2 separate regions of the Pan troglodytes genome follow, and region 2 is linked to region 1. The links are chromatin contacts, called in public Hi-C maps. All regions are on one chromosome and are shown on one strand. Each heading gives the region's core, a stretch centred on a gene start, on an enhancer-like site or on the middle of the called end of the contact. The rest is flanking DNA. Distances are from core to core; before and after follow the strand shown. Region 1 holds the start of ZBTB37 (zinc finger and BTB domain containing 37). Region 2 overlaps TNFSF4 (TNF superfamily member 4).

The links. Hi-C and Micro-C count contacts between places; a contact is called where the count stands out from the background.
Region 2: a contact with region 1 is called in a Hi-C map of stem cell-derived neural progenitor cells, with 4 times the contacts expected there. The contact joins the enhancer-like site here to the promoter of ZBTB37 in region 1. A contact is called at or near these places in 1 of 7 Hi-C or Micro-C datasets (stem cell-derived neural progenitor cells) and 1 of 1 datasets of contacts at active chromatin or transcription factors (stem cell-derived excitatory neurons).

Annotation. Positions count from the first base shown.
Region 1 is chr1:75,215,759-75,222,319 of NHGRI_mPanTro3-v2.0_pri, forward strand. It overlaps ZBTB37 (zinc finger and BTB domain containing 37), which reads right to left and starts at 3,720. Exons shown (of 4, transcript XM_009438523.4): 1 at 3,488-3,720; 2 at 749-1,700. The coding sequence starts at 1,671. It overlaps LOC101059610 (a long non-coding RNA gene), which reads left to right and starts at 3,763. Exons shown (of 12, transcript XR_001711094.3): 1 at 3,763-3,933; 2 at 5,159-5,211; 3 at 5,404-5,439; 4 at 5,633-5,672; 5 at 5,992-6,021; 6 at 6,307-6,344. It overlaps LOC112207327 (small nucleolar RNA SNORD74), which reads left to right and starts at 4,142; the gene lies at 4,142-4,221. LOC112207401 (small nucleolar RNA SNORD75) reads left to right here and starts at 5,264; the gene lies at 5,264-5,323. It also overlaps LOC112207238, LOC112207370, LOC112207328 and LOC112207373.
Region 2 is chr1:75,662,203-75,668,763 of NHGRI_mPanTro3-v2.0_pri, forward strand. All of the region lies in intron 1 of TNFSF4 (TNF superfamily member 4), which reads left to right. It overlaps LOC134810092 (a long non-coding RNA gene), which reads right to left. Exons shown (of 3, transcript XR_010157299.1): 3 at 5,325-6,561. Among named protein-coding and RNA genes, the nearest start is that of TNFSF4, 48 kb to the left of the region's middle. Within about 2 kb of position 2,784, at least 16 of the 24 cell types and tissues checked have an H3K27ac peak or open chromatin away from gene starts, as enhancers often do. A contact at or near this core is called in stem cell-derived excitatory neurons and stem cell-derived neural progenitor cells, where this site is marked.

The sequences.
Region 1 (6,561 bases), core at 2,470-4,969:
TCTTTCTTTCAATTGAGACTTTCTCTCAATTGACTGAAACCCACGGTATTTCCACCAAAAAGAAATGTCTAATAAATACAATGTATTAAAAGAGAAAAGTGAGGCATGGGGCATAGTAGCACTGGTGAAAAAAGGGAGATTGTCAGGCCTGTGGTAGCAGCAGTCATCCATGAAAGAAAACAGGGAAGATACCATCACATGACAAGGGAAAAAAGAGATGAAAAATATCCATAACGCTTTTCTTCAGAATTACTATTTTACTAATTTGAAAAGAACAATTACTGCTGGTACCATACTTCCTCTAATTTGGTAGTTGGGGGCAAAGAAAAGTAAGCAGTGCCACAAAGGAAAGTGAGACTCCCGGAGGCCACCTACCTGTGTGATAACACACCAAGGAAGGGCAATGCTGCTAGGTTCCCAGCTGACGATCGGCTCCCTGCCTGGAATCCCGAGGAAGCCCTGGCAATTACTGATCCTATCCTAGTGTGGCTGCAGATGCTATTCTGATTCACGGAAGTGTCTAACTTTACCACAGTTCTCACAACATTGTGAATACTTCAGGAATGGAGCTTCCTGGTTTAAAAAAATAAGAATGCAAGTCTTTTGGCACACCTCCAGTTTCCCCATCATCAACTTATTTTGACCAAGAAAATCAGGTAAGGAAAATGCTCTCTGTACTACAGAGGACACTTTAGTGATGTCTACACAATAGCCATTACATGGGAAAACCAAACCAAACCAAACCTACCTGTCAACTTCACTGCTTGTTGGCCGAGCCACCTTAGCTCCTGAAGACCCTAAAGTGTAATTTTCCTGTCCTACAGAACCATGGCCTGTGGTATCAATCACCATGGCTGTTACTTCCTCTGCACTACTCCCATCTTCTCCAGAAGGCTGATTCTCAGGCCCAAGCCACTCCTCCAGATTTTCAGTTTTGATGTGTACTGCTCCAAGAACTCTAACTTCATCATCACTCCGACCCCCACGGTCCGCCACTCCTGTCTCCACATACCACTGTCCTGCTCGGTTGATCCGAAGAATGGGCTCCCGGCTCTCTACATCAGAACTTGGTTCAATGATCTGAGGGCTGGTGGACTCCTCAGGAGGACTTAGCTCTCTGATATCCAGCACAGCACTAACCTGACCTCGCCGGTTTCCCTTTGGGGTATTATGTCGTGGGCTAAGGGAGCGGTTGAGATTTGGTGTAACCCTGTGAGACTCTGGAGGTCTCTCTTGATGCTTTGTCCTTGTTTGACTTAATTCTGCTTCAACCTCAGCCACATTAATTTTGAAATGAATGCCCTCCAGGATCTGTGTACATTTGTCTATAATATGCTGCATTTGCAGAAAACTGGCAGCTGTTAGGTAGCTGATGATATCTGCCAGTTGCAGGCATATCCGCCCTGTGTAACAGAAAGAAAGGAGCTGTTCAAAAACAGTAGGGTTCTTGATGACTGAAATGGAGACTGTACTCATCTCATTCAAGGACATGTGATCCCGGAAATAGGGGGAGCTGGCAGCCAGCACCACTTTGTGAGCCCGAAAAGCTTGTCCTTGCACATTGACCACAATATCACAGAGACGGCCCTGCATGCGCAACTGGTTTAGATGGCTCAGGACAGAGTTGCTGAAGTCAGGAATCTCCAATTGTATGTTCCCACCTTTCTCCATGGTCGTGCCTGAGGGTGCATTCAACCCTGCTGAAAAAAGAAACCATATTCTCATTAATAATTATAATTTTACTTCCCGGATGTTTTCCATTTCAAAAGTATTTAAACATAGTTATCTGGTAAAATTTCAAAATCTCCAGATAAAAGAAATACCTTCCTTATGTTTAGATGTGGAAACAGAATCACCAACAGGTTTTTTAGTTTAAGTTTCACAGGAGGACATAGTTAAAACTAAAAAGTGATCTTTAGACTCCTAAAAATTCATGTTATGACCATGCTTTCCTTACTAATAAGTTATATAACATCAAAACAGAAGTTCAACAGAAGGTAGGGGGAAGGACTTTTAAGTGTTAATTATAAGGTACTTGCAGACTGAATATAACATCTCATAACTTTACAACTTTTCTCTGGAGGAGGAAAGCTTTCTGAATAAATGCAATTCTATATAGATGGCTTGATATCCCTCTTCTTAGTATTTTACTACCTGCTGCAAGAATTATGTTTATTATTTTATAAAAGGACTAATATCCCACATGAATGTAGGCTAATATTTCTAAGCTTAAGAATCAGAGCCCCCCCACAAAAAGACTTTGGTTATAGGGCTGTGAAGCAAACTCTAGGAAAAATCCCACAGCTGTGCCAGGATTCAACCAAGATGCAGAGAATGTGAAGTTCAGTTGTCAAAATTAGGAAAGCTGGGTAAATCTGCCAAATTCGAAGTTGGCAATTCCGAGGTGGTGATGAATACTTCCATCCTGAAACTTAGTTCTCCAGATCCGATGAAAAAATACAGCATTTACCAAGTATGCCAACATTTTTCCATTAAAATATTTTTAAAAAATGGCTGAAACACTAAACCTGAAGCTGTATACAAGATAGTTGAAAGTAGTTTCAACTACTGAAAATAGTTTGTATAAATCCGAACAAGAAGACATTTACTTAAGCCCAATGTGCGTTCACTTATCTATATATTACATAGTTACACCACACCTGAAACTTCAGGAACTTACTCTGCCAAGCTCACAGTACTGCCCCGCATTAACAACACACTTATTAAATAGGGAAGTGTATACACTGTTTTCAACAATCAACTTTAGCCAATCTGACCTTTTTCCAAAGCGTTATTGTTTGTTTTGAAACTTTTAATCCAATAAGAGCCTCTGTCGATGCCATCATGAATTCAGATGTGTTTATTTTGGAGCCTACACCAGCGCCTTTTTTGTTTGCTCTTTCCGGCAATTCCCCAGTGAGGAAGCCCCTGGAGGAAAGTCTTTCGCTACCGTCGGCACTGGAGGGGTGAGAGCTGTAAAAGGGAGAATTGGGAACGGCATGGGGTTGGCCACTCCAGCACTTGAGCAGCTTTCTTCTGCGTTAGGAAGCCTGGGGAGAGGGGAACTGGCTAAAGGGCAAAATGTCACTGAGGAACTTCGGAGAAGATGGGGACAAGGCGTCGGGCGGGGGAGCCAGCGCTCAGGTGAGAACTAGGAAGGGGGCGGCGCCCGGGGACCGGCTCCAGGCGGCGGCGGGCGGGGAGCTGCCGGGAGGTGGGTGTGCGTATCTGGGTGTGTCCCGGCTGCGGTGGGGGAGGGGGCCGCCCTTCCCGGGGTCCTGAGGGAGGGGCCCCGCGAGGGGGCGGGTCCGGCAGATCAGCCCGGCCGGGGGCCAAGGGGGTGGAAGGTCGCCCGGTGCCTGGAGGTGAAGGAAAGTAGCTGAGCGCCCCAGGAGCGCGCTGCGGCGGAGGGCGGGCGAGGTGACCCCGGTGCAGGGAAGTGGCACTGGGGTGTGGGGCCCGAGTCCAGTCAAGGAGCAGCACCTACCTCCGGGGGTGGAAATGGGCCGGAATGGGCCGGAACACCGTCCCGGAAGTGAAACCCCCCACCCCCTCCCACGGAGCGGGCGACGTGCCGGAAGGAAATCACTCAGCCTTACACCGCCCCCCCTTCCCCCATCCCCAGAGCTTTCCTTGCCTCGCGCCCCCTCCCCTCTCTGCTCTTCCTCCTCAGTCGGGAGGAGGGCGGGAGCACGGCATCACGTGGACGGTCATGTCTCTGCCCACAATGGCGAGGAAGGGCGGGGAAAAGGGGCGGACTTAAGGGGTGGGAAGAAGGTGGTACTGGATGAGGGGAAGATTGAGGGAGGTTAGGGGGAGGAGCCGAAGCGGACGCTGCCGGGAGCGTGCGTCGTGACGTCATCAAAAGAACTCTTATATACAGGAGCCCAGGCACCATACTGTCTTTTCGAGGTAGGAGTCGAGTACTGTAAGGTATGTTATTTCTTTGCGAATGTTGCGGGTTTTTGGGCGCTCCAGCCTTTGTCTGCTAAGGTCACCCTGAATTGACTGGGACTTTTAAGCCAGTCGCGCGCCTTTGCACGGCCTACAAGTTGAGGATGGTGGGGGATTGCACATATGGTGCATGCGGACCTAAGCTGCGACTATGTTAGAGTAGAACTGCGGAGAAGCCTCGGCTCTCGTGCCCTGCCTCTGATGAAGCCTGTGTTGGTAGGGACATCTGAGAGTAATGATGAATGCCAACCGCTCTGATGGTGGCACATGCCGAGTCACCCGAGTAAGCTATTGTTAAGGGCCGTGACCCCAGCCTCCATCAGCCGTCCGCTCTCATGAAAGGCTGTCGGTGGTAGTCCACGTGCTTAAGTGCCTGCATTCCGCAGTGTCACCAATATTTCCATTAGTGTTTCTTTTTTCTTTTTTTTTTTGAGACCGAGCCTCGTTCTGTCACCCAGGCTGGAATGCAGTGGCTCGATCTCGGTTAATGGCAACCTCCGCGTCCCGAGTTAAGCAGTTCTGCCTCAGCCTCCCAAGTAATTGGGACTACAGGCGCGCGCCACCATGCTAGGCTTTTATATTTTTAGTAGAGACGGGGTTTCACCATGTTGGCGAGACTGGTCTTGAACTCCTGACCTCAGGTGATCCACCAGCCGTGGTCTCCCAACATACTGGGATTACAAGCCGTGAGCCACCGCGCCCGGCCGCCATCGGTGGTTCTTAACTGCGGGTGCAGTGCTTCTTTGTAACATTAAGTGTATCCTTTACCTGTCGCTAGATAATGAATGGTATGTTACCTGCATCATTGGTTTAAAAAGACGAACCGTTTTTTTAAAGAACACGTTCTTTAAAAAAAAACCGGCCGGGCGCGGTGGCTCACGCCTGTAATCCCAGCACTTTGGGAGGCCGAGGCGGGCGGATCACGAGGTCAGGAGATCGAGACCATCCTGGCTAACACGGTGAAACCCCGTCTCTACTAAAAATACAAAAAATTAGCCGGGCGTGGTGGCGGGCGCCTGTAGTGCCAGCTACTCGGGAGGCTGAGGCAGGAGAATGGCGTGAACCCGGGAGGCGGAGCTTGCAGTGAGCCGAGATCGCGCCACTGCACTCCAGCCTGGGCGACAGAGCGAGACTCCGTCTCAAAAAAAAAAAAAAAAAAAGAACCGTGGAACAATGAATTAAAATCTGTACCCGATCTCTTTAGGTATGGTGCTGGGTGCAGATGCAGTGTGGCTCTGGATAGCACCTTATGGACAGGTAAGAATTGGGGAAAGTATGGTGGGAAGAATGAAATCTAAGAGGTGGTCTCAGCCTGTGATGCTTTAAGAGTAGTGGACAGAAGGGATTTCTGAAATAATATTCTGAGGCTTTAATGTTAACCATTTATATTTAACGTGACTGCTGTGAGGTTCATTCTCACTGTTTTGCTTGCATCTTTTTGTTTTCTAGTTGTGTCCCCAAGGAAGGATGAGAATAGCTACTGAAGTAAGTTGAAAATTCCCTCTCAAAAAGATTTAAAGCCATTGGATGTGCCACAATGATGACAGTTTATTTGCTACTCTTGAGTGCTAGAATGATGAGGATCTTAACCACCATTATCTTAACTGAGGCACCCAAAATGGTGATTTGGGGAACATAGAGAGTACACCTAAGTTCACATGAAGTTGTTTCTTCCCAGGTCCTAAACAGCAAGCCTAACTCAAGCCATTGGCACACAGGTGAGAAACCTCTATTTTGTACTTCTCACTTTTAAGGGATTAGAAAATAGCCAAAGCAATGATGATTATCTATGTTAGTGCTTCTCTCCCCTCTTTTCAAATGAGAATTTTGCTCTCATATTGATACTAAGTTTAATACTGAAGAAAATGTGAAAACAGATACTATGATGGTTGCATAGTTCAGCAGATTTAATCATGAAGAGATGTACTATCTGTCTGATGTATCTGGGGTGGTTGTGGTTTGCTGTTAATGGTTAAGCAGTGTACCACCAATCTACCATTAAAATATTTTTTGCTGACAATTGTATTAAAATTACAGGCATTAGACAGAAAGCTGGAAGTTGAAATGGTAAGTGAAACTGTATCCAAGTAAACAGGTAACTGGGCAAACTGCCTACGGCACAAATGGCTTTTTAGTTACCTCCTACTAGTGCTGAATGCATTAAATAAATGGCGGATTCTTGTCTTGTTATGATTAATAAGAAAGTTTGTAAATGCAGCCTGGATGATGATAAGCAAATGCTGACTGAACATGAAGGTCTTAATTAGCTCTAACTGACTAAAGGCATTTGTTAGTTTTGGCAGGGGGTGAACACTCATCTGTGGCTATTCTAAGACCACTCTTATTTCTTAGGTGGAGTCCAACTTGCCTGGACCAGCTTAATGGTTCTGGTAAGTATTAATGAAAACAGTAGATAGACTTCATGAAAATGCTGATGGTGATATGCTTACTGCTGAGCTAATGGCTTAAGGCTTGGCTGATGAATACTGACTGTATTTTCCTTGAGCATGTCTGGAACAGTGTGTTTTCCTTGAGCATGTTTGGAACGGGGTTTGTGTAATGATGTTGATCAAATGTCTGACCTGAAATGAGCATGTAGACAAAGGT
Region 2 (6,561 bases), core at 1,534-4,033, 450 kb after region 1:
CAGTCCTACTGGATTAGGGCCCTACCCTTATGACCTCATTTATCTTTAATTATTTCCATAAAGGCCCTGTTTCTAAATACAAACACATTGGGGATTAGGACTTCAACATATGAATTTGAAGGGTGGAGGTACACAATTCATTTCATAACACTCTGGTTTGGATGGCAATTGTCTAACAAAGATCTAGTTGTTTTGGACTCGGGTGGCTGTGAGCTGGTCTCTGGGTTTGGACTGGATTCCTCACTGGGGAGCAACCCCTCGCCCTTTATCACCTGTTTATAGCATATTACTAGGAAGTGATGTGTCTTGCTTCACATTATTATGTGCCAAATGCTAATTGTGGAGGACCTCTTCTTCTTCTACCCTCTTAGGTCTTAGCCATTAGGTATTAGTTGTCAATCCTTAAGGCCTCCTTCACCCAGTTCTTTTAGGTCCTCTCAGGGCATTGCTACACTCTGCTGATTTCACTTTGCTACTATTATCAAGTGTGTATTCTAGCCAAGGGGGCTACATACTGAGCTTCAACACCAGCCTGTGTTCATGGTACATCATTGGTCACAAGTGAGGCTGGAGGAGATCTCATCTGCTGAGGAAGTAAGCACATGACCTGTCACCAAGGAGTCACCATTTGGCCAAGATCGAAATCCAACACTAAACTTCATTACACATCACCATCAGGTTGCAGTCCTGAACATGCATTGTATTCCATGCCTTCCGAGACCCTGAAATGTTGTCAGTGAAGGACAGCAGGCAAGGTAGTGCATGTGAAAACAATTGTTGACCATGAAATATTTTATTCAGAAATGAGTAAAAAAAAATCTTTGTAGCAGCCAGCCTTTCCCTTGGGGGAGAAAGCTCAGCAGTTGGTTTGGTCAGTTGGTTCACTGAAGGCAGATGAATTGGCACTTTGCAGTTGAGAGCCAATGCAGGCTCACGGAGGTGGCTTCTCTCTGCAGGCTGATTTTGGGCCCCCAGCAGGGCCCAAGGCCCAACAATCAGCGCATGGCTCTTAATTCTGTGCAACTAACAAATCCCGTCCCAGTGTGCTGAGAGCGCCCTCTAGTGCCCAGAAACTTCCACAAGAATGGAGTGTAAAGACCTTTAAGGACCTTCATCAGGAAGGAACCACCATACTTTTGAATTTCAAGCCTAACCTGAAGATTATTATTTAAGGAAACCGACAAATTTTCTCAAAGAAATTATTGTATTGGAAAATGTTTAGAATGCAAACACATTCTCCAAAGAAAACCAAAGACAACTACAGTGATTCATTTACTTTAGGTCTACAACAACAAAATATTAATTTAACAATACAAATAACATGCTCTTTAGCTCTTTGAAGGATGGCAATGAGGAAAACTGGAAAATAATGATCTAGCAATTACTGGCTGAACCACATTCTAAGAAATGTTAAGATAACAGGTGAACATTCAAAATTCAAATTTACCACTTTGGAGGCTGCTTATTTGCATGACAAATGGATTCTTTGTTTTACAGAAAGGCTTTCTCACAGGCCTGGGTTTTATTACCAATTAGCCTTAACCCCAGCAGAGCTTTAATTAGAATGCAAAGGGTTTGTGGGATCTGTGGGCACTGGAGGAAGAATGTCTTATGTTGAGATTTTTATAGGATTAAGTACACAGCCTCTGAGTTACATCTGCTATATATAGCACAAATTATATAAACGTTGGTATTGCCTGTCACCTAATACAATTATTTGTACAGACAGAGTATGACATTAATTCCTGCAGTGAACAACTCTATAGACCCTTCACCCTAATGTGTCCATTTAAATGGAGCCCTATTTGCTATGCACACACTTTTTCAAAGAATCTGTTAGAGAATGTGAATACCAAGTTATAAGCAACAAAAAAGAAAGCAACAAAATATAATGAAATCCCCATTACATCCCTTTGCCCTATAATACTTTCCCTTGACTTTGCTATAAGCATTCCTCTGGCATTCCCACTCCTGACCCACAAGATTATTAAATGTTTATTGTCTCAACTAACTATGCCAACAGGTTCGTAATATCGATACAGAGAAAGTGGAAGACTCTGTGAAAGTTATTTACATTAAACATGCAAGTGTAAAAAAGGATTGTTGAGCAACAGGAGTGAGCTAAGAAGGCAGTTGTGAATTCTGTGCATTCAAGATGAAACAATGTTATTTGTGTGTGTTAGCTGCCTGGCTGAGTAAATAAAGAAGATTCAAATTTGGCGCAGCTGTTCTTTCTCAGTGCTGCCTGGATATTAGATTCCCTGCAACCGTCTGTGTGCTTAGACCCCGCGTTCCATTGCGTAGGGAGCTGGCAGGCCTTTTTTTTAGCGGAATGCAGCTGGGAGCAGGAAGGGTGGAGCCTGCTGGGGTTTGACTCAGCAGCTGTGGGCGAGGCCCTACACACTCTGTCTTGAGGACTGTGATAAAGGTTAAAAATAAAGGATAGCACTTGAGTGGGCTTCATAAGGAGTAGCAATCTAATTATAGGGCTTATTTTTACAAAGCAGCAGCTGACAGCGTCAGCCCAGCACGTCCTAAAAGTTCTTACTAAGACAGGAAGCTGCTACATTTGCTATGACCAATGTCACTTTAAGGGGTCTTGGCAATTACATTCTCACTCAACTTTTCCTTCTGCAACAAGGATATATGAGGGGGATTAGAGGATATTGCAAAAGCTCACCTTTTATTCAGACCCAATTAAAAACTAAACCCACTAAATCAACTTCCTCTCTTCCTTCTCAAACATTTATAAAGCGCCACCACGCGGCAGGCACGGTGCTGGGTGCTGCCATTCACACCCCACATGGTCTTTTCCCACAGCTGGTGGAGGTTGTGGCATAGCCTGTGCTCAGTCTTGGATCTGTCTCTTGAGGACCAGTTTCTCTTTGGGGTCTTGTTTCCAAGAGCCATGGAGAATGAGCAGAGCAGCATCTAACAAAGGACGGGGTCCCCTCTCAGCTTCTCTGTCTTCACAAGTGAATGTCACACATTTTAAACTAGAACTCTTTCTACTTATTTAGCACCTAACAGATGCTACGAGAATTCTGGTTACTTTTCTGTTTGGGTCGGGAGTACATGTCTAAGTGTGACAAATGTGAGCAGATTATTTGGAGAGGTGAGGAAATACAGGAAAGAGGGGGGCCAGTCTTTTCTCTCTTTTGGAAAAATAATCATTTTTCATAGAAACCAGATACTTTCATAATACTCTTTTTTTTTAGAGAAATGTTTTAACATGAAAAAAATTTCAAAGATACATACAAGTAGAGATAATAGTGTAATAAGTCCCCATGTACTTTTTGTCCAGCTTTAACAATTAGCAGCATGTGGCCTGATCTTGTTTTACACATATCCTCTCTCCTGTATTATTTTGGAGCAAATTTGATATGTTCTTTCTTTCTTTCTTTCTTTTTTTTTCCTTAGACAGAGTCTTGCTCTGTCACCCAGGCTGGAGTGCAGTGGCACAATCTCGGCTCACTGCAACCTCCGCCTCCCAGATTCAATCAATTCTCCTGCCTCAGACTCCCGAATAGCTGGGATTACAGGCACCTGCCACCATGCCTGGCCACAAGTTTTGTATTTTTAGTAGATACGGGGTTTCACCATGTTGGCCAGGCTGGTCTCGAATTCCTGACCTCAGGTGATCCTCCTGCCTTGGCCTCCCAAATTGCTGGAATTACAGGCATGAGCCACTGCTCCCAGCCAATATGTTATTTCATCTGTAAATATTTCAATATGTAGTTCTATAGATAATAATTCCTTTTCAAAAAGTAACCACAAAACAATAAATTCACCTAACATTAGCAATAATTCATTAATATCATAAACTAGTCAGTATTTAAATTTATAATTATCTCATAAATGCATATGCACATTTTTTACAGCTTGTTTGAATTAAGATAAAAATCAGCTGCACATATTATAGGTGGTTCCTTTTTCTCTTAAATCTTTTATTCCATAGATTCCCCTTCCATGTCCCTCTCTGTTTTGTTATCCTGGCAATCAGTTGAAAAACTGAGTACTTTGTCCTGTAGATTTTTATGGATTGGATGCCTGTGGTCCTCTGTAACAGTATCCTCCATTTTCTGTTTCTTGTAAATTAGTACAGTCATGCCCCTCATAACAAAATATTCTGTCAACGATGAACCATTATGGATGGTAGTCCCATAAGATTATAATAGAGGTCGGGCGTGGTGGCTCACGCCTGTAATCCCAGCACTTTGGGAGGCTGAGGCGGGTGGATCACTTGAGGCCAGGAGTTCGAGACCAGCCTGGCTAACATGGCAAAACATTGTCTTTACTAAAATAAAAAAATTAGCCGGGTGTGGTGGCGGGTGCCTGTAATCCCAGCTGCTTGGGAGGCTGAGGCAGGAATCGCTTGAACCTGGGAGGTGAAGGTTGCAGTGAGCCAAGATCGCACCACTTCAGCTTGGGCAACAAAGCAAGATTCTATCTCAAAAAAAAAAAAAAAGATTATAATGGAGTTGAAAGATTCCCATTGCTTAGTTATGTAGCCATTGTAACATGGTAGCACAACACATTACCTTTTCTATGTTTAGATATGTTGCAATACACACTATTGTGTTACAGTCGCCTACAGTTTTCAGTACAGTAACATGCTGTACAGGTTTGTAGTCTGGGAGCAATAGGCTGTACCATATAGCCTAAGTGTGTAGTAGATTATACCATCCAGGTTGTGTAAGTACACTCTGTGATATTTACACAATGAAATCACCTAATAACACATTTCTCAGAATGTATTGCTGTCGTTAAGGGATGCATGATTATAGTTGACTCTAGAGACTTATCAGAGTCAGGTTTCATTTTTCTGTCAAAACGACTTCATACATGGTAGAAAAATCTCATGTCTCTCTTTTTTCCCGATGACATTCTTTACACTGTCAGTGTAGTTTCTGAACTTAGCTGCAATCTGTAAGAGAGGGTTTCTTGACTTCATCACTATTGAAGTTTTGTACCAGCTAATTCTTTGTTGTGGGGTCAGTGGGGGGGCGGGCTCTCCCATGCATTGTGGAATGTTTAGCAGCATCCTGGTCTCTACCCACTAGATACCAGTAGCAGCCACTCCCCAGTTGTGACAATCAAAAGTATCTCCAGACATTGCCAAATATCCTTTGGGAGGGTAGGGAAAAATCATCCCTGGTTGAGAACCACAGCTGTAGACTAACCATCAGTTATTCTGAAAGGTTATCTGTCCACAGCCTTTAACGTTTCAAGTGCTAATCCATTGACCATGAGACCTAGGCCATTCACTATGATTATTGTATTGATTTTTTGTTGGTGCTGTGACAAATTACTACAAATGTAGTGGCTTAAACAATACAAATTTATTATCATACAGTTCTGAAGGTGATGAGTCCAGATTGGGTTTCACAGGGCTAAAATCAAGGCATCAGGAGGGCTGTGTTCCTCCTGCATGGCGTTTTTCTTTGTCTTCAGAGCCTACAGTATAGCATCTTCCAGTCTCTCTCTCTCTCTCTCTGACTGTCTTGCATCCCCCCTATAAGAACCCATGGGAGCTGTGCGCAGTGGCTCACGCCTGTAATCCTAACACTTTGGGAGGCTGATGCAGGAGGATCATTTGAGCCCAGGAGTTTGACAGCAGCCCTGGCAACATAGCGAGACCTTGTCTCTACAAAAAAATGAAAAAATCTGCTGGGTGTGGTGGTGCGTACCTGTAGTCCCAGCTACTCGGGGCCGAGGTGGGAGAATTGCTTGAGCCCGGGAGGTTGAGGCTGCAGTGAGCTGTGTTGTGTCACTGCACTCTAGCCTGGGTGACAGAGCAAGACCCTGTCTCAAAGTAAAATAAAAATTTAAAAAATGAACCCATGGGATTACATTGGGCCCACTGAATAATCCAGAATAATCTCTGTATTTAAAAGTCCTTTATTTAATCATAGTTGCAAAGTCCCTTTGACCATGTAAAGCAGCACATTTACAGGTTCTGGGGATTAGAATGTTAAAGCTCAGAAAACAACACTCCTAAGTATGGCATTTTGACATGCTGAGTATTTTGAACTAAAGAAGCAGCCATGGAAGCAAGGTATCTCTGACCACCTCCTGCCCGCTGTCTCTTGCCTATCTGCCTCTCCTGAAGCACAGGGAGGAAATTTTTCTGAAGTTCCCATATCTGACAAAGGGAAGCACTTTTTCTGAAGTTTCCGTATCTGACTAAGGGAAGCTCCTCCAGAAGGAAGCAACTGACTTGAGCCCCACTCCCTATAATCTCATCAAACAGGGAAGACTGACTCGCAGGAAGGAACGTTAGAGTTGACGCCACACCCAGAGCCCAGACGAACTTTGTTCCAGGTTATTATCTGAGTATATAAACTTCTATTGATACAGCATGTTGGATTATTGGGTACTCACTTTCCTGTGATGCTCCATGCACTTGATAAGTCTATATGCCTTTTCTCCAGTTAATCAGTCTATTATCAGTTCATTTTGAAGACTCAAACCTCAACAGGGGAGAGAAAGAGTTCTTTTGCCCCAGTAAGGACTTTCACATCTTTTGGGGACCATATCCACATAACTGAGGCCAGAATG